Regions from separate parts of the Mus musculus genome. Here regions 1, 2 and 4 are each linked to region 3. Evidence: chromatin contacts called from public Hi-C and HiChIP or PLAC-seq data. All regions are on one chromosome and are shown on one strand. The core of a region is the stretch at or near the end of the contact, and the rest is flanking DNA. Distances in the headings are between cores, read along the strand shown. Region 1 overlaps Snx10 (sorting nexin 10). Region 2 has its middle 17 kb from the start of Gm6559. Region 3 holds the start of Hoxa9 (homeobox A9). Region 4 overlaps Jazf1 (JAZF zinc finger 1).

What was found. Hi-C and Micro-C count contacts between places; a contact is called where the count stands out from the background. HiChIP or PLAC-seq counts read pairs in DNA pulled down with a chosen protein or histone mark.
Region 1: an H3K4me3 HiChIP or PLAC-seq map of bone marrow-derived macrophages shows a contact between it and region 3, with 4 times the contacts expected there. The contact joins the enhancer-like site here to the promoter of Hoxa9 in region 3. A contact is called at or near these places in 8 of 39 promoter capture datasets (the HPC-7 cell line, HPC-7-derived erythroid cells, the SN4741 cell line and 6 more), 1 of 484 Hi-C or Micro-C datasets (muscle stem cells), 14 of 115 datasets of contacts at active chromatin or transcription factors (acute myeloid leukemia, bone marrow-derived macrophages, craniofacial prominence and 9 more) and 1 of 9 other capture datasets (adipose tissue).
Region 2: a contact with region 3 is called in a Hi-C map of uterus, with 3 times the contacts expected there. The contact joins the enhancer-like site here to the promoter of Hoxa9 in region 3. A contact is called at or near these places in 8 of 39 promoter capture datasets (3T3-L1-derived adipocytes, the HPC-7 cell line, embryonic stem cells and 3 more), 1 of 15 datasets of contacts at CTCF or cohesin (the NIH/3T3 cell line), 34 of 484 Hi-C or Micro-C datasets (B cells, the C2C12 cell line, CD8 T cells and 23 more), 16 of 115 datasets of contacts at active chromatin or transcription factors (acute myeloid leukemia, bone marrow-derived dendritic cells, bone marrow-derived macrophages and 12 more) and 3 of 9 other capture datasets (embryonic stem cells, liver and macrophages).
Region 4: a contact with region 3 is called in an H3K27ac HiChIP or PLAC-seq map of embryonic stem cells, with 2.5 times the contacts expected there. The contact joins the enhancer-like site here to the promoter of Hoxa9 in region 3. A contact is called at or near these places in 6 of 39 promoter capture datasets (the SN4741 cell line, cranial neural crest, frontonasal cranial neural crest and 3 more), 1 of 484 Hi-C or Micro-C datasets (granulocytes), 9 of 115 datasets of contacts at active chromatin or transcription factors (embryonic basal ganglia, embryonic forebrain, embryonic hindbrain and 5 more) and 2 of 9 other capture datasets (adipose tissue and pancreatic islet).

Annotation. Positions count from the first base shown.
Region 1 is chr6:51,556,986-51,559,946 of GRCm38.p6, forward strand. The region is part of intron 1 of Snx10 (sorting nexin 10); the gene reads left to right. Among named protein-coding and RNA genes, the nearest start is that of Snx10, 35 kb to the left of the region's middle. Within about 2 kb of position 1,551, at least 72 of the 459 cell types and tissues checked have an H3K27ac peak or open chromatin away from gene starts, as enhancers often do. A contact at or near this core is called in the HPC-7 cell line, adipose tissue, bone marrow-derived macrophages and 3 more, where this site is marked.
Region 2 is chr6:51,361,463-51,364,405 of GRCm38.p6, forward strand. No RefSeq gene overlaps it. Among named protein-coding and RNA genes, the nearest start is that of Gm6559, 17 kb to the right of the region's middle. Within about 2 kb of position 1,294, at least 118 of the 459 cell types and tissues checked have an H3K27ac peak or open chromatin away from gene starts, as enhancers often do. A contact at or near this core is called in Th1 cells, cerebral cortex, craniofacial prominence and 8 more, where this site is marked.
Region 3 is chr6:52,225,397-52,228,722 of GRCm38.p6, forward strand. Hoxa9 (homeobox A9) reads right to left here and starts at 1,974. Exons shown (of 2, transcript NM_010456.3): 1 at 132-1,974. The coding sequence starts at 708. It overlaps Gm52902 (a long non-coding RNA gene), which reads left to right and starts at 2,108. Exons shown (of 2, transcript XR_003956434.1): 1 at 2,108-3,326.
Region 4 is chr6:52,821,148-52,824,285 of GRCm38.p6, forward strand. All of the region lies in intron 2 of Jazf1 (JAZF zinc finger 1), which reads right to left. Among named protein-coding and RNA genes, the nearest start is that of Gm52904, 24 kb to the left of the region's middle. Within about 2 kb of position 1,769, at least 8 of the 459 cell types and tissues checked have an H3K27ac peak or open chromatin away from gene starts, as enhancers often do. A contact at or near this core is called in embryonic stem cells, where this site is marked.

The DNA of each region.
Region 1 (2,961 bases), core at 301-2,800, 670 kb before region 3:
CTCCAGTGCAGGGTGGGAGCGAAGGCAAGAGGCTCCTTGGAGCTCATTGGCTAGCCATTGTAGCCAGTTGGGGAGCACAAGGTTCAGTGAGGGGTTCTGTCTCTATAAAGATGACAGAGGAATTGAAGAAGACACTAGACATCAACCTCTGGCCTCTCCTTTCACACACATGTACATATGTGCTCACATCACACACACACACACACACACACACACACACCACCGCATATCAGTGGAATCATGAAGGCCTTGTCTTTTGTGACCAAGTTTTTCAGTTACCCTAATACCCGTAAAGTTCATCTGTGTGGCAGCCTGTGCCCATCGCTTCCGTGTGTGCCTGTTCCACATCTTGTTTATTGACTCATCCATCTATGGACACTTGAATCGCTTCTCCATCTTAGCCCTGTGAATCATTCTGCTATGAACGTGTATACTGTGATAGTTTGTCTATACTTGGCCTAGGGAGTGGCACTATTTGGAAGTGTGGCCTTGTAGGAGTAGGAAGTGTGTTATGTGGGCATAGGCTTTAAGATCCTCATCGTTGCTGTCTGTAAGCCAGTCTTCTCATAGCTGCCTTTGGAACAAGATGTAGAATTTTCAGCTGCACACTGCTATGCTCCTGCCTCGGTGATAATGGACTGAAGCTCTGAACCTGTAAGCCAGCCCCAATTAAATGTTGTCCTTTATAAGACTTGCCTTTGCCTTGGTCATGATTGCTCTTCATAGCAGTAAAACCTTAACTAAGACATGGATGAATATCTCTTTGAGACCCTATATTCACTTCTTCTTCTTTTTTTTCTCCCTTCAAGACAGGGTTTCTTTGTGTAGCCCTGGCTGTCCTGGAACTCACTCTGTAGACCAGGCTGGCCTTTAACTCAGAAATCCACCTGCCTCTGCCTTCCCAGGTGCTGGGATTAAAAGGTATTTGCCACCACTACCTGGTCCTACTTTCACTTCTTAAAAAAATTCATACCAAGGACCCGGAGGGATGGGTCAGTGGTTAAGAGCCACTGGTTGCTCTTCAGTAAATAGAACTGGGTTCGAGCCCCAGTGCCTATGATATGGATCACAAACATCTGTGACTCCAGTTCCATGGGATCTGACACCTTCTTCTGACATCTGTGGGCAGTTGGCAGGCATGCAGTGCACAGACATACATGCGGTTGGAAACACTCATATGCATATAACAAAATAATAAAAGATAAAATATATACTCAGAAGTGGAATTGCTATGTGTGGGGCTTCTATTTTCAAAAATATCATCATCATCATCATCATCACCACCACCACCACCATCATCATCAACAACTATTTAAACACTAGATGAGGGATGGGGGCGCACATGCCTAGCATGTGTAGGAGCCTGAGTTTGATTCCTTGTACCACACATTCAACTCTGAGAGATGTGAACTCCGATGAGCTGACATGATGAATTGGCAGACACAGTTGAAGGGCTGAAGGAAGAAACTTGTTGCAAGAGATAGGGACAAGGAGGAAGGAGAAGTGGACTGACTGCTTCCGTGTTGAGTTAGAGCAGGATGAGTTGGCTCGCCCTACCGCCTTGTGACTCATTGCTTTCAGTTTGAAAGCTCACTGATTGCTTGGCATGGGATAGGGGACTGCGTTCTGGTTTGATCAGTCGGTTGAGCCCAGTATGAGAACTCAGGCCAAATCAAAGGCTTTGTGTACATTTTATTTGAGTACCCTTTTGGTTTTAGTTTTATGTGTTGATTGTTGAAACCCTCGCTCACCTTTTTTACAGAAATATTTGCTGGTATAGATTTGCAGGGGCATTTCATGAATTGATCTGTTCATCATTCGTCACGAATAATGAATAATTTCTATTATTTGACTTGCCTATTTAAAGTTTTTGTAAACTTATTTTTTAAAAAGACTTATTTATTTGATGTATATGAGTACACCATTGCTCTCTTCAGACACACGAGAAAAGGGCATCAGATCCCATTACAGATGGTTGTGAGCCACCATGTGGTTGCTGGAAATTGAACTCAGGACCTCTGGAAGAGCAGTTGGTGCTCCTAACTGCTGAGCTGTCTTTCCTTTTTTTTTTTTTTTTTTTTTTTTTTTTTCGAGACAGGGTTTCTCTGTATAGCCCTGGCTGTCCTGGAACTTACTTTGTAGACCAAACTCAGAACTCAGAGATCTGCCTGCCTCTGCCTCTGCCTCTGCCTCCCTAGTGCCGGGATTAAAGGAGTGCACCACTCAGCCCAGCTCTTTTTTTCACTTTCTTTGATACTTTTGAGACCAACACAGGATGCTTATGGGTTCTGTCCCACAAGGCCCTTTCTGCTGCCTGGTGTTCTTTTTTTCCCCTGGATACTAAGATTCATACACGTAACTTTTCTCTTTCTTTCTTTCTTTCTTTCTTTCTTTCTTTCTTTCTTTCTTTCTTTCTTTCTTTCTTTCTCTCTCTCTCTCTCTCTCTCTCTCTCTCTCTCTCTCTCCCTCCCTCCCTCCCTCCCTCCCTCCCTCCCTCCCTCTCTCTCTCTCTCTCTCTCTCTCTCTCTCTCTTTTTCTTTTTTTTTTAATAAAGTAGCGTGTTGCTCAGTTTTCTATCATTGCTGACAACCTTACAGGCAGGGGGAATTGATTTTGGTCCATGCTTTCAGAGGTGTAGGTTGGTGATTGGCTATCTTGTTACTCGTAGGGTATGGGACAACAAATCGTAGCTGAATGTGCAGAAAGAGGAAAGCCTGGGGTCCCAGTGACTTCAAGGAAATGTCTTCAATGGTTGTTTCCTTACACCACTCTCCATCTCCTAAAGACCTACCACTTCTCGATAGCACAGACGGGGAGCCGGGCCTCGAACACGCGGGCAGCTATTTAAGAGTTAGACTATACCAGTGACCTTTCTGCAGGTGGAATCATAATGAGAAATGAGACATTTGACTGATTCCTCCCCTACGTACAGTTGTCTTCAGTATTAGGAGGCAGTGTGGC
Region 2 (2,943 bases), core at 44-2,543, 860 kb before region 3:
AACATTGCTCACGGGTATTGGTCACTGACTGTGCATACCGTCTGTCTGCCACAGCGGTTATGAAGCCCTCCTGTCCAAAGAGTCCTCTTCATCAGTGCCTGCCGTTGGCGGTGGCCTGCTTCAGTTCACTCAAACCACCAGGTTCATTTTCTCCTCCCTAGAGTTAGTCCTTTTTATCAGAAATAAACAAACAAATCTGGATTGGCTGGTTTACAATTCAGAACAGTTTATAAGATTTCAATGACTGTGTTTTTAGGCACCCTGACAGTACCTGGCTAGCTCCACTGTACAGAGCAACGCTCTCAGGCCCGACAAGCAGCCTTCCACACCCTGCTCCTCTGCCTCATTCTCTGTGAGAATGCATTCACTACAGTTCACTCACAGAAGGCTACTGTGGTTTTTCCAGGAAACGGCTGCCTGACCAGGGAGGCAGATTTTCCTGGGTACAGAATGAAGAAGCATTTATACAGAAATAGACGTGTGTAACAGCACATACACCGTATTAATGGCTTAACGACGATACCTGGGCCTTCCCAACAACCGCTGAGGGTTGCCAAACTGAGGTTGCTTTGTGTTGACCGAGTGAGCATAAGCGGTAGATATAGCTCTTTTTGTCTTGGCAGGGAAGCTGGCGCTCCTGCCAGACTCTACCCTAAAGGAAAGGGCCAACAGACAATAAGTCCATTCAAACGCACTAGCAATTTCTTCCAGTGGGGACTTTACAATTTCTAAATTGATACAAACTTTAAAACCACCCTATTTTAAGGGAAGTGTATATTTTCCAAAAGAAGTTATATATAGCAATGTAATATTGCCAGATTATTGTTGTTGGAAAGGGGGGAGGGAGGGGGTGGGAGCAACTCCCTTCCCAGTGGCTAAATACACGTTATTGCCGACTGGCCTCATTCAGTCAGCTGCTTCATTTGCTGGACTTAAGCGTTGACATGAAGCTTCCCCGCCACTGCGTGGTTGTTCCACCCATGTTTTACTTCTGTAGCTGATTTTGTTGGGTGAATGGGAAAAAAAAAAAAAGTGGAGGTTCTAACAGCAAACCTTACACCCCTCCACAACCAAAATCAAAAAGTCCTTGGAGGACTACCTATAAAAAGTAAAACGTGCTTTTTAACACAAAGTTCAATATTTGCCTGAGTTGGCACAGTCAAATTAGGAGAAAGTGGGGGAGGGGGGTCTGATTGTATGAGGCAGAATTTCAGGTGAACCACTAAGCTGCTCTTCTGAATTGAAAGAGCCCCCTGCTGGCCGGAGGAGGAACAAGCCTGGAGGGCGGGATGGTAGTCGTCTTGAGACTTCCCACTTCCCTAGCCCAAGATGCAGACACCACCAGACAGTGTTTAGGGCTTGCTCTGTGCCAGGCAGTGTGTAGTGTTCTAGCGCTGAAGGTAGTATGCTAAACAATGAAGACGGACAAGGTCTTTGACTTACGGGGATCTTCACTGCAAACGGGGAAACAAACAGATAATTAAAATAGAATGTCAAGCACAGGTGGAACCCGTGAGGAGCGCTGAGAAAAGAAGCAGAGAAGAATAAGAGAGGGCTGCCTGAGTTGGAAGGCGGAGGAGAATCTGTGGGCGTGGTTTGTGGGCAAGGGGCGGGGCCAGTATGAGAGCCCAAAAGCAGAAGGGATGGGGAGTGTGCTGAGTGCCAAGGAGGGAGTTAGAACCTCCAGTGATACAGTTTTGATTTTTCACGGGAATTCGGGAGCAGCCTTGAACAGAAAACTGACTAAAATCTTTGCCTTGTAAAAGGCGATGTTGTGCCACAGGGAACAGAAACTGCCAATGCCCAATCTGAGAGCCCATTAGGACTTACTGATGTGACGGTTCTAACAATTCATTCAAAGAAGAGTTATAGGCCCTCCGCCCTCAGAGAGATTTTAGACAACCTGAGGAAATGAGGTAGACTCACTTCAAATTAAACTCTCAAGAGGGAATAGAAAGCTGGCTCAACAGTTAAGATTGCCTGCGGCTCTTTCAGAGGGCCTGAGTTCAGGTTCCAGCACCCATGGGCAGTTCAACCAACTAGAACTCTAGCTCCAGAGGGTCCGAGGCCCTCTGTTGACCTCCAGAGTCACTGTAGTCGTAGGCACAGACCCCCTCATACATGTAATTAAATATAAAAAATAAATCTTCCAAAAACTCTAGATTTAGTTCATTTATGTGACAACTATTTTGCCAGCATATATGTATGTGCACTGCATGCATGTCTGGTGCTGGCAGAAGTCAGAAGAAGTATAGCATCCCCTGGAACAGAATGAATGGATGGTTTGGGATGGTGAGACTCCATATGGATGCTGAAAATTGAACCTGCGTCCTCTACAAAAGCAATAAGTACATCTTTTAAAAAAAAAAATTCAGAGTAGGAATGCTTCAAAATGGGGACAAAGTGCTTCAGATGGGGACATATTCACAGAGAAAGGATTTGCAGATAGACTGGGAAGTCCCTCCCATGGGTGCTATCTCTGAAGGATGGTGACAACTCAGAGAACCATGAGAGAAACGGCTAAAAGAAGATCAGTAAGCATGATCCAGTAGCACAGTACCTGTGGAAGTACTGTGGAAGGCCCTGGATTCGATCCCCTATACCGAAAAGGATAAAGGAAAAAACCAAAAGTGTTGGGAAGAACAAAATACTATTTATGAAGGAGACGGAGAAGTCACCGCTTCCTGATGTCCTGGTGGAGTCTGGGGACAGATCGAAAGCATGGCTTATCCCCAGAGCCTCAGCTAAGTGTCTGTCATGGATGCTGTGTTGTGTCTGTCATGGATGCTGTGTTGTGTCTGTCATGGATGCTGTGTTGTGCCACCCAGATCTCCCATTCAGGACTCACCTCCAGGAAAAATCGTAGGCTGTCTGGCCCCTACTTCCTGCCTGGGGGAGGTCACCTTGCCCTAGGCCATGTCTCCTTCCTGGGGGGCAGCCCAC
Region 3 (3,326 bases), core at 724-3,223:
CTGGTTCTCGGACCCTAGATCCAGAGGCACCCATCGAGGACGAAGGCAGGCTCCAGAGAAAGCTGACGCGCTGGTAGATCCTGGTGGCCTGCGTGGAGGCAGCGGCCGGTTTGCAGGAAGGAGACACTTACTGGGATCGATGGGGGGCTTGTCTCCGCCGCTCTCATTCTCGGCATTGTTTTCGGAGAAGGCGCCTTCGCTGGGTTGTTTTTCTCTATCAACTGGAGGAGAACCACAAGCATAGTCAGTCAGGGACAAAGTGTGAGTGTCAAGCGTGGGACAGTCACCCCTTCTGGCCGAGAGCGGTTCAGGTTTAATGCCATAAGGCCGGCTGGAGGGTAAGCCCGCGAAGGAGAGCGCACCGGGCGTGGGTTCCAGCCAGGAGCGCATATACCTGCCGTCCGGCGCCGCCGCCGCCACGGGCGCCTGGGGATGCACGTAGGGGTGGTGGTGGTGATGATACACTGCAGCAGGCACCGCATTGGCGCCCGCCGCGTGCACTGGGTTCCACGAGGCACCAAACACCGCCGCCTTGGACTGGAAGCTGCAAGGACTGAAGTCGGGGTGTTCGGCCAGAGCTGCCGCCTGCCTTGGGGGTTGACCCAGGGTCCCTGGAGCGTAGCGTCCCGCACCCAGCTCATCAGCAGCGTCGGCGCCCAGCAGGAAGGAGTCCACATAGTAGTTGCCCAGGGCCCCGGTGGTGGCCATTGCAGTAGCCCGCGCCTGGCCGGCCCAGCCCGACCCGCCGAAATTATGAAACTGCAGATTTCATGTAACAACTTGGTGGCACCAGGGGGGGGTGAAGTACAGTCACCTAATAAGTTGCCGGCGCCCGCGCCCCCATTGGCCACGCGCGTCACGTGTCCGCCCGGCAGAACAATAACGCGTAAATCACTCCGCACGCTATTAATGGCCCGGTGTTTTGCAGTCATAATTTTTATAGCAAAAGCCATATGTTTTTATGCAAAGGGATCGCGCAGCTCCACGATCTGGTTTGTTTTAATTGTGGCCAACGAAGATTAAAAGATCAAATCTGGCCTTGCCTCTGTACTCTCCCTTGCCACCCCCCCAACACACACACATACCAGACACACACACTTCTTAAGCGGACTATTTTATATCACAATTAATCACGCCATCAGGAAGGCGCGGGTCCCGCGTGTGAGCACGGCCAGCAGAGCCCCTCACATAAAATTAGACAATAATTGAAGCCATAAAAAAGCAGCCAAATCGCATTCTCACTCTACTGTATTTAAATCTATATTTATGATATTTCATAAGGAGTTATTGTTTCGGAAGCCACACAGGCTGGTGGAAAGTCAGGAGCGACCAACAGATTCGTTTGCCTCGCTGTGGCTCCCTGTAAAAATTTATGAGGACTTGGAAAGGTTAAATTAGACTGTTGTGTTTGGTTGGTGAATACCCTGTAAATAATCCTTGCAGTCCTCAGAGATGTGAGCCCCCCGCCCGCGCGCGCCCCCAGGGCCGGCCTAGAAAAGTCAAATACAAGGCTCTCTCCACCTCAAACAGAGTGACCACCGCCCCTGTCGCGACGCACCGTCGATGATACAACCACCTAAAATGGGCTACCGACCCTAGTCAGACTGGAAAGCCAGCCAGGCGCTTGCACATCGGCCAGATCACCCTTGCTCCACAGGGAAGGCCCCACAGAGCAACCAGAGCAACCGCCAAGGAGAGAACTGCCAACCCTCAAGGGTTTGTGTCACAAACGCCCTGATTGTGTCACAAGCGCCCTGGCCCACTTCTTTGAGCACAAACTGCCCAGCGAATTTTATTCCCTAGCCAGCGGGTTCTAAGCTCCATCATCTGTATGCCTAGTCCCGCTCCCCAGACTGGAGATGGGGAAAATCGCCAGTCAACATCAAGAGGTGTTTGTCTTGCTGAGGGGTCACCTCGCCTAGTTTCTGGGCCCTGTATGAACCGCTCTGGTATCCTTCCCTCTTCTGTTTTTTCCTCCTATTCCTCTATCACCCCACTTTTTTTCCCCTTCCTTCCCATTCCCCTTTTCCTTCTTTTGTTACTCCCCTCCCTCCCTTCCTCTCTTTCCCCCCCGCCCCCATCTCCAGCGCCCCTGCCTTGGTTATCCTTGAAACAGAACAACAGAGATCCCATAGTCAAACTACAGCTCAAGTCCAGTGCTACAAATTAACCCGGGAGGAACACTGGACATTGACTTTAATCTCATCCTTTGGTCAAATGGAGGATGTTATTTTTCACCCCTTAGAATCTTTGGGAATAAGAGAAAAAAAGTGAGAAGGCCACAGCCACTGTTGTTAATGGGAGGGGCGGTGGCCCCATCCCAATCTGGAACACAAAGCAACAGCTCTTAGAAACTGTGTAATTAAATTCACGTGTGAATTTTGTGCCTTCCAAGAGTATGTTTCTCATTACTTCACTATCCACAAAAATGCTGACCCGAGACATTTCCATCTTTGTTTTTGCTTTCTTCCTCAGAAATAGTTCAAGGAGACACTTTCCAACGCTCTGACAGATTCCCCCAAATATTAGGCTCTCCACCAGAGAGGGGCTGGGAAGCTCCCGGGATCCACACCCCCTCGCTTGTCGGCAGGAAGAAGAAAGTGGTCAGCGCCAGGAACTGGATGTGGCCTGTCCTGACTGCCTCAGTCCCCTCCCCCTAATATTTTTCCTTTCCCTGCAAATTCCTCCAAGACACACACACCCCCAACACAACCCAAGGTGTTCTAAATATCCGGTAGTCCTCTGAGGTTCAGGTTTTCATTAAAGCAATAACCCAGGAGTATAACTCTGCTCTTAATTGTAATAGTAAATGGTAGAGTATTCCTGGCTGACTTTTTCATTTTTTGTATTCAGAGAAGATATGTATCATCACCATCATCATTAATATCATTAATATTTATTAATTTAAAATACTTTTAAAACTTTAGTCTCAAAACAGAAAAATTACAAAGAATTAGGTACTGAGTATTAAGCAGCTGTTTACATGTGGCCCAAAAGGGGGAAAATTCATAAAAGGAGATATTGTCCTTGTGAGTCTAGAAACATGATCCTAAAGTATACAGGTTTTTATTTCTGCTTTCTTTTGGATGAGTTGTATACACATCTAGAAATAATAAATGGATGCAACCACACAACACCTCATGCTCAACTGAGAATCTTCCAAAAACGTTGGTCTTTGAAATAAGCCCAGTACCCGGATGCAGAAAATGGCAGAGAAGAGTTGGAGGGAGCCTGGAGTACTGGTCACTCAGATAACAGGTTGTTGGCTGAGCAACGAAAACAATTCCCGGGCATCAGCCTGAGCCGGGAAGGGAAACAGAGTTCTG
Region 4 (3,138 bases), core at 519-3,018, 600 kb after region 3:
GGTACTTTGATAAACACTTGAATTCACATGTGCACACAGTCTACCCCACACACGTACACATAATTAATAAATAAACAAATCAATCTTTAAAGCTTCTCAGTTGCTTCAGGTTGAGCAGAGTGAACGCTTACATTTGGGTGGGACTGACCGTTATGTGCTGGCCAAAAGGATAGATGACAAACAAAACACACACAGACCCAGAACAGCAGCTTCTTCTGGGAATCGGGAGGAGGGTAAGCAGGCAGCCCAGGAGGCAGAGGTTGCAAGACGACCCTGATCCTTGGCCATGAGCTGTTCAGGAAACACACAGGCTACAAGACCTTCGAGGTAGCACCATCCAGAGACCAGAGGCTGCTCTGTGGACAATACTTAGGATGGACGATCCCCTCCCTCTTCCCTCCCTCCCTGCTCCCTGTTTCTCTTAACTCTTAAAACAGCACTATCTCGCCCTTGATTTAATCACTTAAGTGAAATCCATGCATCAACGTTAGGCAGCGGTTGTCACAAGCAGGACTCCTCTCTCCGCTGCCATGTATTTTCTCAACAAATGTGGGGATTTTCTTCAGCCCTGTGAAGTATATGGTCAGTTTTACCACAGTCAAAGTCCTGACTCACTTAGGGTCCAGTAACAAGCCTTACAAGTCACAGGTCAACATATACTATCAGTGAAGCAATTACTCTTTAGCTCCAAATAAATTAAACCATGGTCTTTTTCATTGTTGATGTTAAGAATAAAGAAGTCCTAAGGGCTCCCCCTGCACAGCCCTGGGCTTAGAAGGCAGACCTGGAAACTCCCTGCTACCCTCCCCTCCCTCCAGCTTTCTCTGAACAGGGAACAGTAAGAGCCGATCTTACACATGGGTTTCATTGTTAATTTCACGTCCATGTAAAAACAAATGGACAAAACAAAGAGCTGCTGTTTATGAGATTTTGTGGTATAAAACTACAAATGGCTCTTCCAGTTTTCCTGTTTTGTCTTTTCTGAAAGCAAATTAAATTAGCATAATCCTGCTAATAAGATGAGGTATAATTCTTTCCATAAACTGGAAGTTTATTTTATTTTTATTTTTTGGCCTTTTCAAGACAGGGTTCCTTTGTGAGCCCTGGCTGCCCTGTAACTCTCTGTAGACCAGGCTGGACTCTAAATCAGAGATCCTCCTGCCTCTGCCTCCCAAGTGCAGAGGACATTAAGGGCATGTACCAGTAACACCTGGTTGGAAGAAATTTAAAGATGGGAGAAAAGAAATTGGCTCCAGGACCTCTTGGAGTTTTGGCTGCAGTGTCTGTGCAGTATACACACAGCACTGCCTACTCACTGAGACACTGGGAATCTGCATGCATGGCCCTAACTTGATTTGCTTGGTCCTCTGAGGTTTGGAAAACCGTTTACTCTTTCTGGACTTGGGCCCCTTATTACAAAGCAGACATGATCCTAAGATCTCACAGAAGCTGTTGCCATGACCTTAGAAGGTGAACGCAGGGGAAGTACTTGGCCTACTTAGGAATTCTCATCCGAGAGTCTCTGGGCATGGCATTTCCATGGATATTGGTCCTCTCTGACCTTCACCCCAAATTAAAAGAAGGTACTTTTAAGTCTAACAGCCATCTGGTGAGCCAACTCCCACACAGTCCAGAGAAGGGCTGTGGTATGTAGCTATATTTGCAGTTAGAAGGCTCCATTTTTCTTTACTTTCCATTACAGAAGTGTTCATGCTGTGTGAGTGAATGCTATATATGTGCAAATTGCAAATCCACAAAGCCTGGAAGTGGATGTTAGATCCTTGAGAGCTGTAGTTATAGGATGCCGTATGTGGGTGGTAGGAATTTAACTCAGGTCCTCTAGAAGTATAGCAAGCTCTCCAGATGCAATGAGATGTTTTGTTAAAGCGATTTATCCACTTAGACAGTGACTATTTTGGGAGCAAAATAGACTCCATACAGTGGGCTATCCCTTCATATAATGTATGTGCCTGGGCATCTGAGAGGTACAGATTTCAAGTTTCACAGGCCTCGGGGGCTGATATTTTTCCAAAGGATTTTTCCCGTTTTTATTGAAAGAGTTCAGTTGAATTGCTCTAAAGAGCATTAAATCACATTCATGGGAGGCCATTGGCTCAGGCTGAGCTCGTGCATTAGGCTCTGGCAGACCAGAACAACTCAGAGCGCAGCCGCTCCTGCTCGGTGACACTAATCCAACTGAACCTTTAACCGGTCAGTCTTTCATAAAATAGGAGACTTACTAACCAATTAAAAGTGGTTTTTCTTGAACCTCTTGATGAGAGAGTCCCTCTGCTTAACCCTGGAAGGGAAGTAACTTTGCACCAATCTGCTTTGAAGTCGCCCTTGCCCTTTGAAGCCCTTTTCTGCCCACAGGCAACCTCCTCATACCACCAGACCAACTGTTGTCTGCAGAATGGGTTGCCGTGCCACCCCAGAATTGCTAATAAAAGCCAATTAGGTCTTCCAGGCTTTTACAAATGCGCGTTTTGCCTTAGTGCTCTGTTTTCCAGGAGGCCGCCCCTTTATGACTGTGTTTATTCAGCTATTCAGAAAGCACACACATGAATAATCTTAAGAAAAATGTTAGAAGATCTGTGACTGTTCTTGTCTCTTCCTCTTGCTGATGGGGAGCTTGTGAGTGCAGAAATCCTTGGCAAAGGAGACTGCCCATGTGTGCTGCCGTGCAGAGTGTAAGGTAGTTGGTAATTGTGACAGTTTAAGCATTTTAATAAAGATACGTTTTTAAAACGCACAAAACACTAGTGTGATGCGTCTGGACATTTGCTGTCTTTTTCACTGACTTCCTCCCATTTTTTATAGTGATTATTGGTAAGTCACAGATTTTTTTTTAATCTTGTCTTCACATAGTGCTTTAAAACTACAAAATGGGAAAATGAGTCAAGGGAGAAGAGAGTTTTGATACAGCCTCTAAAATCTAGTTTTGTAGTACAACTGACGGGGCAGACAGTAGCTAGGAGGCTTTCAGTGCTTGCTAAGGCTGGGCACTGCTAGGTGGATGCTAAGGCTGGGCACTGCTAGGTGGATGCCAAGGCTGGGCACTGCTAGGTGGATGCCAAGGCTGGGCACTGCTAGGTGGATGCCAAGGCTGAGCACTGCTAGGTGGATGCCAAGGCTGGG